Linked DNA regions of Sus scrofa: region 2 is linked to region 1. Evidence: chromatin contacts called from public Hi-C data. All regions are on one chromosome and are shown on one strand. Each heading gives the region's core, a stretch centred on a gene start, on an enhancer-like site or on the middle of the called end of the contact. The rest is flanking DNA. Distances are from core to core; before and after follow the strand shown. Region 1 has its middle 4.5 kb from the start of RAP2B. Region 2 has its middle 140 kb from the start of RAP2B.

What was found. Hi-C and Micro-C count contacts between places; a contact is called where the count stands out from the background.
Region 2: a Hi-C map of retroperitoneal adipose tissue shows a contact between it and region 1, with 2.4 times the contacts expected there. The contact joins two enhancer-like sites. A contact is called at or near these places in 6 of 47 Hi-C or Micro-C datasets (embryonic fibroblasts, heart right ventricle, liver and 2 more) and 1 of 2 datasets of contacts at active chromatin or transcription factors (alveolar macrophages).

The regions. Positions count from the first base shown.
Region 1 is chr13:93,309,106-93,316,033 of Sscrofa11.1, forward strand. No RefSeq gene overlaps it. Among named protein-coding and RNA genes, the nearest start is that of RAP2B, 4.5 kb to the left of the region's middle. Within about 2 kb of position 2,851, at least 2 of the 83 cell types and tissues checked have an H3K27ac peak or open chromatin away from gene starts, as enhancers often do. A contact at or near this core is called in retroperitoneal adipose tissue, where this site is marked.
Region 2 is chr13:93,449,069-93,456,201 of Sscrofa11.1, forward strand. No RefSeq gene overlaps it. Among named protein-coding and RNA genes, the nearest start is that of RAP2B, 140 kb to the left of the region's middle. Within about 2 kb of position 2,468, at least 5 of the 83 cell types and tissues checked have an H3K27ac peak or open chromatin away from gene starts, as enhancers often do. A contact at or near this core is called in retroperitoneal adipose tissue, where this site is marked.

The sequences.
Region 1 (6,928 bases), core at 1,601-4,100:
CTCGTTCCAAGTTTTAAATACTCGGAAGGAAGTCCGGGAGAACCAAATGAAGGAGCAGGAGGAGAGGAAAAAACTTTTGTTTTTTTTCCTCGTTTTCCAGGAGTAGCTGGAAATTAAGATCGGGTTCCTTTTCTGCCAGCTTGGAAGGGCAACCCCGTGACTGATTATGATTCTGAGGATGTCTATGCAAAGTTGGATTCTTGTTACAGTGTATCCAATCTGAAGTATTGCACATCTGAACTGGGACTGTTAACACTGATGCCAATACAGTGTGGGGTGCCAGAATGTGTCTGCTGATATTTGTGGAAAAAAAAAATCTATTTTTGTTTACCTACTGTATCAAAGGGGAGTCTGGGGGAGAACGGTAGTATTTTTTTTTATCAGCTGTGAAAAAAAATGTTACAGATCTGCACATTTTTGTGTGTACTGTTGTGTGTGTGTGTGTTTTTAGATTTAGCTTTTTGTTCTTATTGGTTGGCAGTAACAGGTTTTGATGACTAGCTCTTTAAAACACAGTACAAAGACTTCACAAATGTGATTCAGGGCCCCCAGCACCCCTGTGTCTGCAGAGTGCCTTCAAAACTCAGCTGTTCCAGCCGGTGCCAACCTGTGAATTTCCCACCAGATCCCCTCAAACCACTTCCCCATTTCCTTTCAGTAATCTTCCTGAAGGAATCAGGACAATAGGGCCTGTTGTTCGGTGAATTTCTTTATTATTTCCAGCTTTTAAGATGTAATTCACTTATTTTGCAATGGGTTTCTTTTTTCTTTTTTTCTTTCTTTCTTTTTTTTTTTTTTTTTTTTTGCTTCATTTTGTTCCAGTGTTCAGGTATTTAGCTCCCCTTTTGTATCATTTTTTAAAATTTTTGGTTTTCTGTTATAGGGTGTTCCTCCAGAAGCAAAGAGCAGAATTTTGCTGTTGTGATGTACCAAGAGAATTCTAACAACTTGTAATTTTTAATTCCAGACATGTGTTTAATCATTGTCTCTTCATTTTAAGATTTTTAATACAAATGTCATTTTTAAAGAAATCCAAAAATTTGTTTGTGTTTCTGTGTTTCATATTCAGTTATTTAAACAGTACTGTGGCTGAGGTGGACAGGGGGAAGGTGCATGAAGCCCCCAAGAGTGGTTTGCCAAATTCTGAAGAGAGGTGTGTCTCAGTGACAAGTTGAGTGACACTCCTCCCAACTCCTTAAATATGGAAAAAATCGTCGAGGTCTAGGAAGTCTTGCGGTGTCAGGTATGGCCATACGTTGACTACAGGATATTGAATCTGTTCTGCTGACTTGGAGCAGTTTATCTCACATTAGGTAGGGAAGGGGAGAAACCAACTGTTAAAACTGCCTTAGATCTGGGAAAGTAACCAGGCATCTGGCCAGATAGGCTAGTGCTTTTAATTTTCCTTTTCCTATTTCTATCTTTTGTCTTCTGTTTGTTTTGTGTTGTTGAAATTACATCACCTATCCAGTTGAAAGTACGTTTGAGGAAGATGGTTTTCAGTTCTGAAGTCATACCTTATAGTGTTTTTGGCAGTATATTTGTATGGGTTGTGGACAGTATCTGAACCCTTTTGAGGCTTCGATTTGGAATTAGTTCTAGATTAAAAAAGAAGGGAAAAAGAAAAAAAACTAAGACAAGCCTCTTGCTCTCATTACACTGTGCAGTTTGTGGACCATTTTGACCTCATGAGATTTTCCTTCTAACAGCAGGAGGCAGTGTGAGCTTTTTATTTTGTATTTTATTTTTCTTAAGGGCCGCTTTACTCATATAACCTCAGTAGAATAAAAAGTGTATCATTTTTTAAATCTAGAACACTTTCTATACCTTAGGCCCATGAGTGTAAATGAAATCTTTTGAAGAGTTTTTGACAAAGGGATTTATTCTGCTGAGGAAGCCAAAAGAAATTACAGGCCACAAGTTTCTTTAAAGCTGTATTAACATATCTTGCCTTAAAATGTTGAGTGTTTTGCTTGGGTGACATTTGAGAATTCCAGCATGGAGGAGGATAGAGAATTCTGCCTGGGTTTGGTTCTAAAGCCATTTTTTTTCACTGTTGATCTCACTTAAGTATCAAACTCAATCTGAGGGCAATGTATATATGCTAAATATAGAAATTAGGAGAAGTTACTCAAATTTATGCTTTTGCAAAGATTCGTTCTTGGATTTGTGTAAATTTAGTTGATCCAGTAAATCTAAAGTGTTGAAAATTCTGAAGACATATACCAAGTACTATGTAAAGAATTTTTTTAAAGGCGTTTAGTGACTGTTTCTTATGGTTTGGTTTTGTTTCTTGGGGAGCCTGTGGACAAAATGCTGCCAAGTATCTAACTAACTTAAATGTATACACTCCTGCCAGGGGAATTTTTGAAAATGGGAAGTTGGAAATGAAATAGGTTGCTGTGTGCATTAATCATCTTCACACTGGATTTAGTCACCTACATGACTAAATTCTTTGTAGGTCTGGAATGGCAGGGCAGAAGACTTTAATGCGCTATTACTGAGTACTGTAAAATAAATGCTTTTTGGATTCTCAATTAAAGCAATTTTGTGTGCGTGCCTGGAGCAGGAAAATAGTTCGGAGCTTTGTAGCCTTCTCCAATATTTTCTTGACAAAATTGAGAGATGTTAAGAACATTGTTTTTAAGAATATATGTTTATTTGGCCTTCTAGTATTATGGTGTGAAGAGATAAGAGCCTTTGTTTCACTGAAAAAGCTGGGCTGACTTAAGGGTGTTAAAGGAAGGATGGAGGGAGGGAGGAGTTTGTTGGAAAGCAGTCACCTGTCAAAACAGAGAGTGGGTGGGAAAGGAACATTTATCTTGGGGAGCAAAAGTTAACTTTTAAACTTGACCCCTGCTGGTTTTTAAAAGCTTTTCCTTTTGGTCCCTGACAGTCATCCAAGCTTTATGTCATTTCAAAGGATTATTTCTGTCCTGCTTTCCTAATAGCCTCAAAAAAAGTTGAAAGTATCATTGGAAGTCTAACATTTTTATATCTGTGAGTTATGGTTCTTAGTACAACAGTGTCCATGTTGTTACATTGTTCACTGCTGAAATAGACCCCACTGAGTCATATTTTAGGGCCAGATCTATTGGGGATGAGAATTCTTTCAGTGTGTGAGGCCTCATGCTTCCTGATTTAGTAACCTTTCCTATAGGTGGCGATCCTAAAAAGCCCCATCAATTTAAACTGTTCCGGTAGTTTTACGTATTCTCACCCCCTTTTGAGTTATATTTCAATATTTCTCACAGATGGGATGGGAAAGTGAAAGAAAACTATAGGTAGCAATTAGACTTGACAGGTATATACAAAATGCTTGTACTTTGTCAGAAAGTATTGATTTACTTTTCACAGCAGCTAGACTAAGCCCCCGACTTATAAATATGAGGGTTTCATTTGGAGATCACCACTGTGAGTTAAAATGAAATCAAACATTAGTCACGGTGTCTACCTAATTGGAGCTACTAGTACAAATTTTGTCCTGGTGAAATGTAGCAAAGTTTGAAGTACTATATATAGAGAATGTGGTAATTTTGATGATGATAGTTTACTTAGATTCCCAGGACTAATCAAAAGCATTTAATGGAACCTGGTGCTGGTTCTAGAGGATACATTTGATCTAATGCCAGTAGGATTTTGATAGTTGAAAAAGGTTTTGGGGAATCATCTAGTCCAGAGGATCTCAAACTTAACCACATATCCAAGTCACCTTGAGGTTAAAAACAAGGCCTGCTAAGCTCTTCCTTTAGTTTCTTATTCAGTATGTCTGAGTATGTTTTCATTATCTTCATTTCTAACAAGATTCCAGGTGATGCCAATAAAGCTGTTCCAGGGACATTTTAAGAACCAATGATCTAGCCCAAACTCCACGAGTACTTTAGATATTCAGGGACACAGACTCAAGACACACGTCTAGAGTGCTGCCTACCACCAAGTCATAAAATAATCTTGACTGAACTCTATAGCTAAGGAGGACATACACCAGTTACACTAAGACTATTAAACTGTGAAGTGTGAATGAAGTAGCCACACTGATAGATGAGTGACCATTTTCACATTTGAATAGTTTGGGTATGGCTTTCATTGTTAATTCAGAAAGTAAGGAAAGTGAATAAATGATTAAAATAGGGGTATGGCCTAAATAATCAGAATGAATGTTTTCTCTCCCCCCACCGCAAAATTGAAAGTATCTTTGCTAAAGTGAACACTTTCACATATTTGTCTTCTCTTCAAGATTAAAAGGCAAGAATTTCATCTTTATATGCTTTCTGGCAAGGATTTTTTTAAAAACTGTATTTGAGAATGTAAATCTTCAGGTCATGGTAAGTGTGTGTGTGTGTGTGTGTGTGTGTGTGTGTGTGTGTAAATAAATACATACGTTCAGTTTTCTTAGCCAGACTTTCAAGGAATCAGTCGATTCAGTGTCATGTAGATCTATAGTTATCAATTCTGGGACAACGCACAGTATAAAACAGTGCCATGCATCTTGTTACAGTATACATCTTGATCTTTTGGAACTGTGAAGGTTGATCTATTTTGTAAATTGGAGGGGGGGCATCTATTTATATTTTTCCTCTGCTATTAAACAGAAATCTCTGAGGAGATACTTTTTTTTTTAAGAAAGTAGAAATTACATGCTTTTTTGTCTGATTGACTAAAATTGCTATTTTTTAAATGAATTATCTGGCAAAATTATGTTTGCCTAAGTTTATCAGAGGCTTGAAAATGTCATACGTTTATTTGTGGTAATTGTGCATATATCACAAAACACCCTTTAAAAGTAGAAAAGAGAATATTGATGCATTGAGAATACAGATGCCCCAAAGAACTGAGATTGTTCCTTACTGTTAAGAATATGGTTACAGTGGAAATTGGTAAATTGATTCATTCATTATTCAACAAGTATTTATTGAGTATATACTGTTAGCTGTGATGTAAGGACTAATCCTTAAATGGGTGGAAGCCAGACAAGAGAGCAACAACTTTGTGCTTTCATCACCATAGGCTGCGATAATAGTGTGTATTAAAAAACAGTAGGAATATATGGAAAAGCACAGTTACCTGTACCATCAATTATAATAGAATCCTGTGGGTCTGTCTGGCAGACAATAGAGCAGGTAAATTTGTTGAAAAATGGGACTTTACTTTGAAAGGTATATGGATATTGGTTGAGGTAACTAATAGTTGTTTTGTTGCATGTAGAACTTTAATTTTGTGCATCATTTTCAACTAGCTTTTTGAAATTACCTAAAGTCGAATGAGTAGAAATAAGTTTACTTTTATATCTTCATATCAAAGGGAAGAAAGGAAAATGAAGAAAGATTTATGAAATTTGTTCACTGTATTTTTTAAGTGCAGAAACAAAGAAGGGAAGGGCAGTTCAGGTTATATTCCTAAAGAAGCAATTGTTGGCATAAAGTCTTTGGGGGCTCCTCATGTAAAGAAGATTCAGGGTATTTATTTTGAAAAAAATAATCTCCTAAAAATGAGTATGCCAAAGAATTAAGCTGACATTTTAAGTTTGCTAAGCTTATAGGTATTTTATACAGAAACTCTTGTTCTCACATCTTTAGTACTTATTGGAAGAAAGCAACTCAGAGAAAGAAATGTTGGGCAACAAACTATGAGAGGTGACAATAATGGCAATTATTGTAAAACCATATGAACTGGAGGTAGTTGTGATTATTAACTTCTATAGTTTGCAAAATGATTTCTTGTGATTGTTTTTTGTAGACTATTTCATGAATTTAACAACATGCTTTTTAAAGGTAAAAAGTTACAGAATTTACAGAGCTAGCAGAATAGTTTATCTGAAAGTACTTCATTGTTTTTTTTTAAATCTGATTATAACTTTATGAGATGCAAATCTATTATTTATAATTCTGTAGCTGAAGTAAAGTTCTTCATATTTTACCTCAGACTATAAAAAGTTTTCAAGGAGTTCCCCAGTGGCACAGCATGTTAAGGATCTGAAGTTGTCACTGCTGTGTGTTGAGTTCGATCCCTGGCCCAAGAACTTCTACATGCTGTGGGTGCGTCCCCCCCAAAAAAAAATATTCTTTTTTTATTTCCTTTTTAGGGCTGCACTCTTGGCATATGTAAGTTCCCAGGCAGAGCCACAGCCACCAGCCTGTGACATAGCCACAGCAATGCCAGATCCCAGCTGCATCAGCAACCTGCACTGCACCTTGCAGCATTGCTGGATCTTTAACCCACTGAGGCCAGGGATCGAACTCCCATCTTCATGGGTACTAGTTGGGTTCTAACCCACTGAGCCACAATGGGAACTCCTCAAAATATTCTTTTTAAAAGCTAACATTTTATTAAATTATATTTCTTTCAAGAAAAGAACCTCTACAGATTTGTACTAGTACCAGCATAATTCTATAAGAACATATATATAGATATATGTGTATATGTGTGTGTGTGTGTGTGTGTGTGTGTGTGTATGTGTTTGTGTTTTGGCTGCACCCATGGGGAGGTTCCCAGGCCAGGGATTGAACTCATGCCACAGCAGTAACCACAGCCACAGCAGTGACAATGCTGTATCTTTAACCTGCTGAGCCACTAGGGAACTCCAATAAGATATATTTTAAATAGTTTTGCATTCTACATTATAAGTAGGTAAGAGAATTGCAAGTGTATCTCTAAGTTTGAGTTCAACATCATTCAACATCTAGTAGAAAAAAGGCTTGAGGTGGGATTCCTTTACTCTGAGTTTGGTTATCTTAGCTTTATCATGTTACTTGTTATTTTTCTTTTTGTGTATCATTTCATTCATGCAACTTGGATTTGTGCAAATGGTTTTCTCTGTCACAAATGTAATCCATATTAATTGATGAAAAAAAAATCTATGAACTCCTTAACTAATAGCTATATAATGTGTTTTTCCATGTGATAGTGTAAAGGAAAAAGTATTTTTCAC
Region 2 (7,133 bases), core at 1,218-3,717, 140 kb after region 1:
TTCAGAAAGGGAACAACTATAACTGCAGACCTCATAGAAAAGAAGCACCTGTGCTCAGTCTTCAAGGAGGATGGAATCACTAAAACATGGAAGAGGAGAGTACCAGGCCAGTCAGACTGAGGTCATGTGGTTGGTAGCTCCTGGACATCAGAGCCTACTCTCTCCTACCCCACCGGAACTTCCCATTCTGCAACTTCCACGGAGCAGGTCTGTGCATGTCCTATGAGTTAAGAGCCCAAAAGATATATGTGGCTGATGACAGTGATGGGCCTGAGAGGTTACAGTGACAGAAGGAAACAGCTAGGAAAGTGGATGAAAGTCACAGGAGCTAAGAATAAGGTCTCTTTTTGAAAACAAAAACTCTCAATGTTTCCATTTACTGAGATGGTGACGGGGAAAATCCACTGGTTAATTGGTTTCAGTAACTTGTAGAAGGCAAACAATGTATTTGGAGCTTTAGTGATGGAAGTAGGGTGGCAGTAGAAAGAGCGTTTCATTGTAGTTTAGTAATACTTTAGGGGATTTTTCTTATATGTTGCCTCTGCTCCCTCTTACATCTGGTACAGTTTTGCATGATGGACGTAAGAGAGACTAGATGACCTCAAAACACTACTTTCTGCTCTGGACCGCATTGCCTACCACCGTGCAAGGCAGTGGAGGAGAGGTAATCCCTTCGCTATTAAAATCCCAGAACACTCGCCCCTTGCAGGATTCCTTTACTTTCTCAGCATTCTCTTTCTTGTCATTTCGCACCATCCATTCTAATCAAACAGAAAAAAGAATGAGGCTATTATGGATGTGAAAGGGGAGATTCTAAAGTGGAGAAATAAAAAGCACACCAGGGTTCTCCCTATATGCAACTTGTTTGCTAACCCTCAGACCACTCCAGTACATGAATGCATTTCATTCTTTCTCTAATCACACAATTTTAAAGTTAGTATTTAATATTTCTCAGAAAGGATCATTTAAACCATGAGACATCCAAGATGCTTTAACAGTTGCTTCAAGCACTTCAAAAAGTTCTTGCACGAAAACATGGATTTGATCTTTGTAGGCTCCTTAGGGGAACAAGCAGAACCTCCCAAGAACTGATCAGAACTTTCTGCCTCCAGAATCTTTTAATCCTCACTAATAGGAAGAGAACGATCTACTTGCAAATACTCTCTAAGACTCAAATAGTGATGTTTTAAATCTAGTCAAGACATATGCGTCCCAAGACAATGAATTATCTAGCTATGATAATATCAAGTTATAAAGTACCCATTCCTCATCACCACCTTGAAATAAAAAGTTAAAAAAAAAAAAAAGAACCTACTTGCAAATGAACCTGTAAAATACCACCAGCCAAGCATGAGATTGGGATAAAGCACTTCATCAAAATGTCTATTATATCATTTCTTTTGGTTGTAGATGAGTATCTCACAAGTCATCACACAGTGCACATTTTCAGAGTTGCATTGGTGAGAAATGTAATACTATCTTGCTAGATGTTTTTTTATGACAAGAGGCAATGTGATCAAAAAAAAAAAATCTAAGAGTACGTTTCAAATACGGAAATCAATTTTAAGTGAGGAATGAGAAGTTAAAAAGGTAAGTTATTTAATTTCTAAAATCTGTATGTTCACTTGGTCTATTTTACTTTTTACGTATTTTTTTCGTAGCTGCAATTTTGGCTTCTGTTTCCCAGAAACCATCTATGCTTATGCCAAAGTTCTGTTGCTGACATAGGTTTTCAAGATCAAGAACGGCTCTGTAAATTCTTTTCTAAAGATGACCAAAAGTTATCTATCACTCTCCCTCTCACCAATATCCTATAAACAGAATTTTACTCCTTAAGAAAGTACCAAATATAGAAAGTTAAAGGGGATAGCTATACATTTTCAGAATATTCACCAGAAATAATAAAAACTGTACTTCCTCATACAGAGCAAACTTTGGTGTTGCAAAACGGCCCTGGAGTCCCTGGTCACAACTGGATTGGGTATCTGCCACATTAGAGACTCAGTATTCTAACGGGCTTTCCTTATCCAAATCCAAAGAGTCACTAAATGCAGAAAATCTGATATCTGAACACTCTGTTCTCAGAGATGAAGCTAATCTCACTAAGGGTTGGATGTTTCTCTAGGGAGCAGCCAGTTAATCTCCTGTTAGCTTTGAGATCTATTTTCCAAACTTCTCCTGCCCTGCTTTGAAAGATCAGAAATTACCTTCCTCAGGCTATTAGTTTCATTCATTCAGTGGGAGACAAGGTTTGGAGTCTGGGGGTGGGAAGATGGCAGTGGTGTTTTTCCTTCTCCCCTCCCCCCTAATTTTCATGGCATTTCTGGCAGCATCTCTTCCACAATTTCTGCAAGGCAGCCCCTTTTCCTATGGACCCAGATCCTCTGGTCAATGCCTGCCATGACTATATCCCACAAAATGGCCTGGCCTCTGGGCTCTTATAATACCACTTCCTCTGGTTGTCTCTCCAGGCTTAGGAATGATAGCTTCTTCTCACTCTTGCCAAACTCTGGGTGGCCTCACCCTCCCTTCATAGGTTTTTCTGTTTTTCCACCAGCTGTTGCAGGAAACACTCTAGATCCTTCTAGGCCCCCTACTGGCCTGGTGTACTTATTGTTACTATGAACTGTGGCTGCTGAGAGTTCAAAACAAGCCTCCTTCTCCGAGACTGACGGGAGTGGACAAAATAGCCACAGCCAACGATGAAGGACAAAGATTACGACACACTGACCCTCTCGTGCCAAGGAAGGGACAATTTTGTTGGGGGGTTATGTTCCAGAGCTCTCCCTCTGTGGATCAGGCCAAGGCTGTGCCTGACCTGACCCACATCATTGGTTAGTTCTTTCCTCTTCACGATCCTGATTTGTTGTCTCCCTCACAAGCTCTTCTTAAAGTGTATGGCTTCCGAAAATCACATGCACCCAAATCCTTGTCCCAGGCTGTCTGCCATTACTTGGTGATTCCATCTGAAGAAGCTGTGTAACTAAATCCTTCTGTTTGGAAGTCTTAGAGTAATTTGTGTTTTCCTGGCTGTGTCCAGAATGATACAGAAAAAGCTAAAGTAACTCTCAGCATCTCACTTGCTGGAGAAAAGCACAATGAGAATACCTGTTTGGGTATTCTAGTACAGTAGCAATCTCATGCCCATGGCTCATTGGATTGGCTTCATCACTCTCTGAGGGTCAGCTTCTCCTCATATCTTCCTCTAATCTCAGTGGTTTTCTTTTTCTTTTCTATTTTAATTAATTAATTAATTTTTTTTTTTTTTTTTTTGGCCATGCCCATGGCATGTTGAAGTTCCCCAGCCAGGGATCGATCAATCCACAGTAGTGACAATGCCAGATCCTTAATGGCTGGGCCACCAAAGAACTAATCAGTGGTTTTCTTTTCTTTTCTTTCTTTCTTTCTTTTTTTTTTTTTTAACATAGTATATGTTTTCTTACCTCAGATTAGTTTCCAAGTGCTCTTACTTTTTCTGGAATGGGTAAGGGATACTAGGTGAATTGTCTATATGACAGCTCATCAAGGAGGTAGACCTGGGTCATAAAGATTTTCTGAGACCCAAGACAGTGAATTTTCTGTTGCTCTGAATCCTTCTAATTAGGTAGCAGTCATGTAGAAAATACTTTGTAAAGAGGAAATTAACACAATAAAGTAGAAAAGGTTTTGAGGTTACCTTGCTAACTTTCTTCTATTGAGATTCTCTCTCCTTGATGCTCATTTAGAGACATTAGATCTTTCTGATGGGAAGAGCGGGGGTCAAGATAAACTCAGACTCCTAGAGGTAATTTTCACTGGCATCCTGACCATCTCCTCCAGGCAAGAGAATAAACCCATTAATGTGACTCTGAGAATCCCTGACAAGTGAGCCACTGGGTGGTGGCCACCCCTCCATGGAGGATTGTAGCCGAGCCAGGATCTTCCTCTCCACCCCAACTTCCACCATCATTCTGCTTACTCTCAACTCCAGATGGGTGACCTCTTCAAGGCCCCTGACCCTCACGTTCTTTGATTTCTGTAACTCCACTGGCTTTCACATTCACTTGGCCTTGTCATGATTTGGGAGTCTCCTCCTTAGAAACAGTAAACTTCAATAACTCACCATCAAACCATATCCTCCTATTTTTCCAGCTTTTACTCTGTCACCCTGGCCTACTCATTAGACTCATGAAAAGTTAAAATTTACTTGATTCATTTTTTTTTCTTTCAATTTAGCCATTTATTACCTTCATTTTGTTCCTTACCTTGGTTAGACACCATGATCTATGGTGTTCAACTAAAAAGAACACAGTAATCTATTCTCTTGCCAATATCCTCAGCTCCCATACTCCCTTTTCCATCTGTACCCTCGTGGTGCTATTCCAGCCTACAAATCCACACAGTTACTCCTCTCAGCTCCTATACCCAGGTGGCTAAGTACTACTAAGAAACACAATTTTCACCTTGTCACTATGAGCAGATAGAAATCTCCTATTTCACTTGAACCATTGCAGTCATTAAGTATGAAGCTATCTAAAGCATCTTCATGCTCTCCCATCATCTCAGTCTGATGATGAGATGCCCCTCCTATTCAAAGCAAAGGAGCCCAGACAGGATAGCCCCTCCCATGAGTTCACTGAGAACATGTACCATATTTTATTTTATCCCTATTTCATGAATATTAGAACCTGGGGCATGCTAGGTACTCAAAAAATATTCTATTTAATGACTTACTCTCTTCTCTGTAATTTTTTCTGTAGCCTGTATCATATTTATTTTGTCCACTTACCTCACTAAACTGTGAGTTCCCTGAGGACAGGAATTGCTTCTTAGTCACCTTTTATCTTTGTACCAGGCAACATCTGAAACATAGTAGGAATGAGAGAACAAGGTAGGAAGAAATGAGTACCTTAGTGAAACAGTCATTTTTCTGCATTTAAATATTATTAGCTGTGTTGGTAAGTGGATGTCTCAATGAGAAAATTAGTAAATACCATGACAACTCCAATGAGTTCTAAGTTGCTTTATTATCAAGTAAACTTAGGTAATTATTTTCATGCCAATTCATTAAAAAAAAAAAAAACAACCAAAAAACTAAGCAGATGACTTCTAGAATGGATGATCTCAGAGGCCACATTTTCTTTTGCCCAGCTTCCCTTTCATACCACTTGATAGAGCTGAACAACAAACTGTGCAGAGACAGAAGTTATTCTGAAATCTACATTATCTTCTTCTCTTTGGTTATTTAGCTGCTTATAGAGTTTCCTTTAGGATACCTGGCTTGATTTTTTTTTTCTTTCTTGTTATCATAACAGAAATCAAAAGTTGTAACTCCTACTTTCTAATCCATTGTTTCAGTCTGCTTATTTCTGGTCATTGCCTAATGTGTGTATAATGTGTTTAACACACATACATGCTTGATGTAGGGAATAAAATTAAGATTCTGGCACACTTAAAATTGCCTTGTATATAGACTTTTCCAGGCCCTTTTTAGATTTAAATAAGCCATCAAACCTCCAGAATGCATTTGCTTATCTGAGGTCTCCATCCAGAGCACTTAATAAATGTTCATCAGGAATCTTTTTTTTAACTGCAAAAACATCTCATCATGAACTGCTACTTTACCACAAGGATATCATATGAGAACTAAGCTCTCCTTTCCTCTTGTTGTAAAAATCCAAGTTTCTGGAGACTTGTGAAATAAGAAACTGTGCTCTTAGCACAAGGGCACTTGATAATTCTCCAACACTCCCTGGCTATTCAGGAATGTAGGTTATGTACTTCTGAGTTTTCTGTAGTTTGTAATTCTAGGTTGAATTTCCCTTTCGCTCTACACAGCTCTAGATTATCTCCCCATGTATTGTTTCTTTGTGATAAGAATTTATAAGCTTTAAAAGCATTAACCTAGTAAAATAAATTAGAGAGCAAATATGTTGCCCCCAAATCATGTAAGACATTCAAAAGCAAAATTAAAGCATTTGGTGCACTGCCCAGATTCCCCTTCATGATGGAAGCACTCATTCTCCTAAACTCGAGGGCGGTGGCCTGCTGAGAGCTCACAGCAATCTCTCCCCAGGAATTGCCCTTGAGTGAAAGGAGCTGCTTTGACCAATATTATAAGCAACTCACACCCAAGGACTCTTCAATGTAGGAAGCTACAAAACTGACCTTTTATCCCTTTCCTCCTCCACCCCTGACACAGTTTGAGTAGGCCATTCCAGTTTCAGAGCTCCTTCCTTAAGTGGTCAGTAGAGACTTCTGTTGCAACTGGATGTTTTAAACAAATTTTTACTAAAGTAGAGTTGATTTACAATGTTGTGCCAATTTCTGCTGTATAGCAAGTGACTAAGTCATACATATATATATACACTCTTTACCTTATATTATCTTCCATCATGTTTTAGGAGATTGAATATAGTTCCTTGTGCTATCCAGGAAAACCTTATTTATCCATTCTAAATGTAATAGTTTGCATCTACTAACCCAAACTCCTAGTCCATCCCACCGTCCCCCCCTTCCCCTCCTCCTGGGCAACCACAATCTGTTCTCTATGTCTGTGAGTCTGTTTCTGTTTGTAGATAGGTTCATTTGTGCCATATTTTATTTTTTTAATTTTTTTTGTGCCATATTTTAGATTCCATGCGTAAGTGATCATATGGTATTTGTCCTTCTCTTTCTTACTTACTTCACTTAGTATGAAAACCTCTAGTTCCATCTATGTTGCTGCAAATGGCATTATTTTGTTGTTTTTACAACTGAATAGTAGTCCATTGTGTCTATGTAACTCATCTTAATCATTCATCCATTGATGGACATTTAGGTTGCTTCCATGTCTTGGCTATTGTGAATGGTGCTACAATGAACATAGCGGTGCATGTATCTTTTTCAAAGAAAGTTTTGTCTGGATATATGTCCAGGAGTGGGATTGGTGTATCATATAGTAGTTCTATTTTTAGTTTCTGAGGAACCTCCATACTGCTTCCTGTAGTGGTTGTACCAATTTCCATTCCTACCAACGGTGTAAGAGGACTCCCTTTTCTCCATATCTTTTCCAGCATTTGTTATTTGTAGACTTTTCTGGCTGGTGTGAGGTGGTACCTCACTGTAGTTTTGATTGTTGTAACTGTTTTCAGTTTAATTTCTCCCTCTGCCCT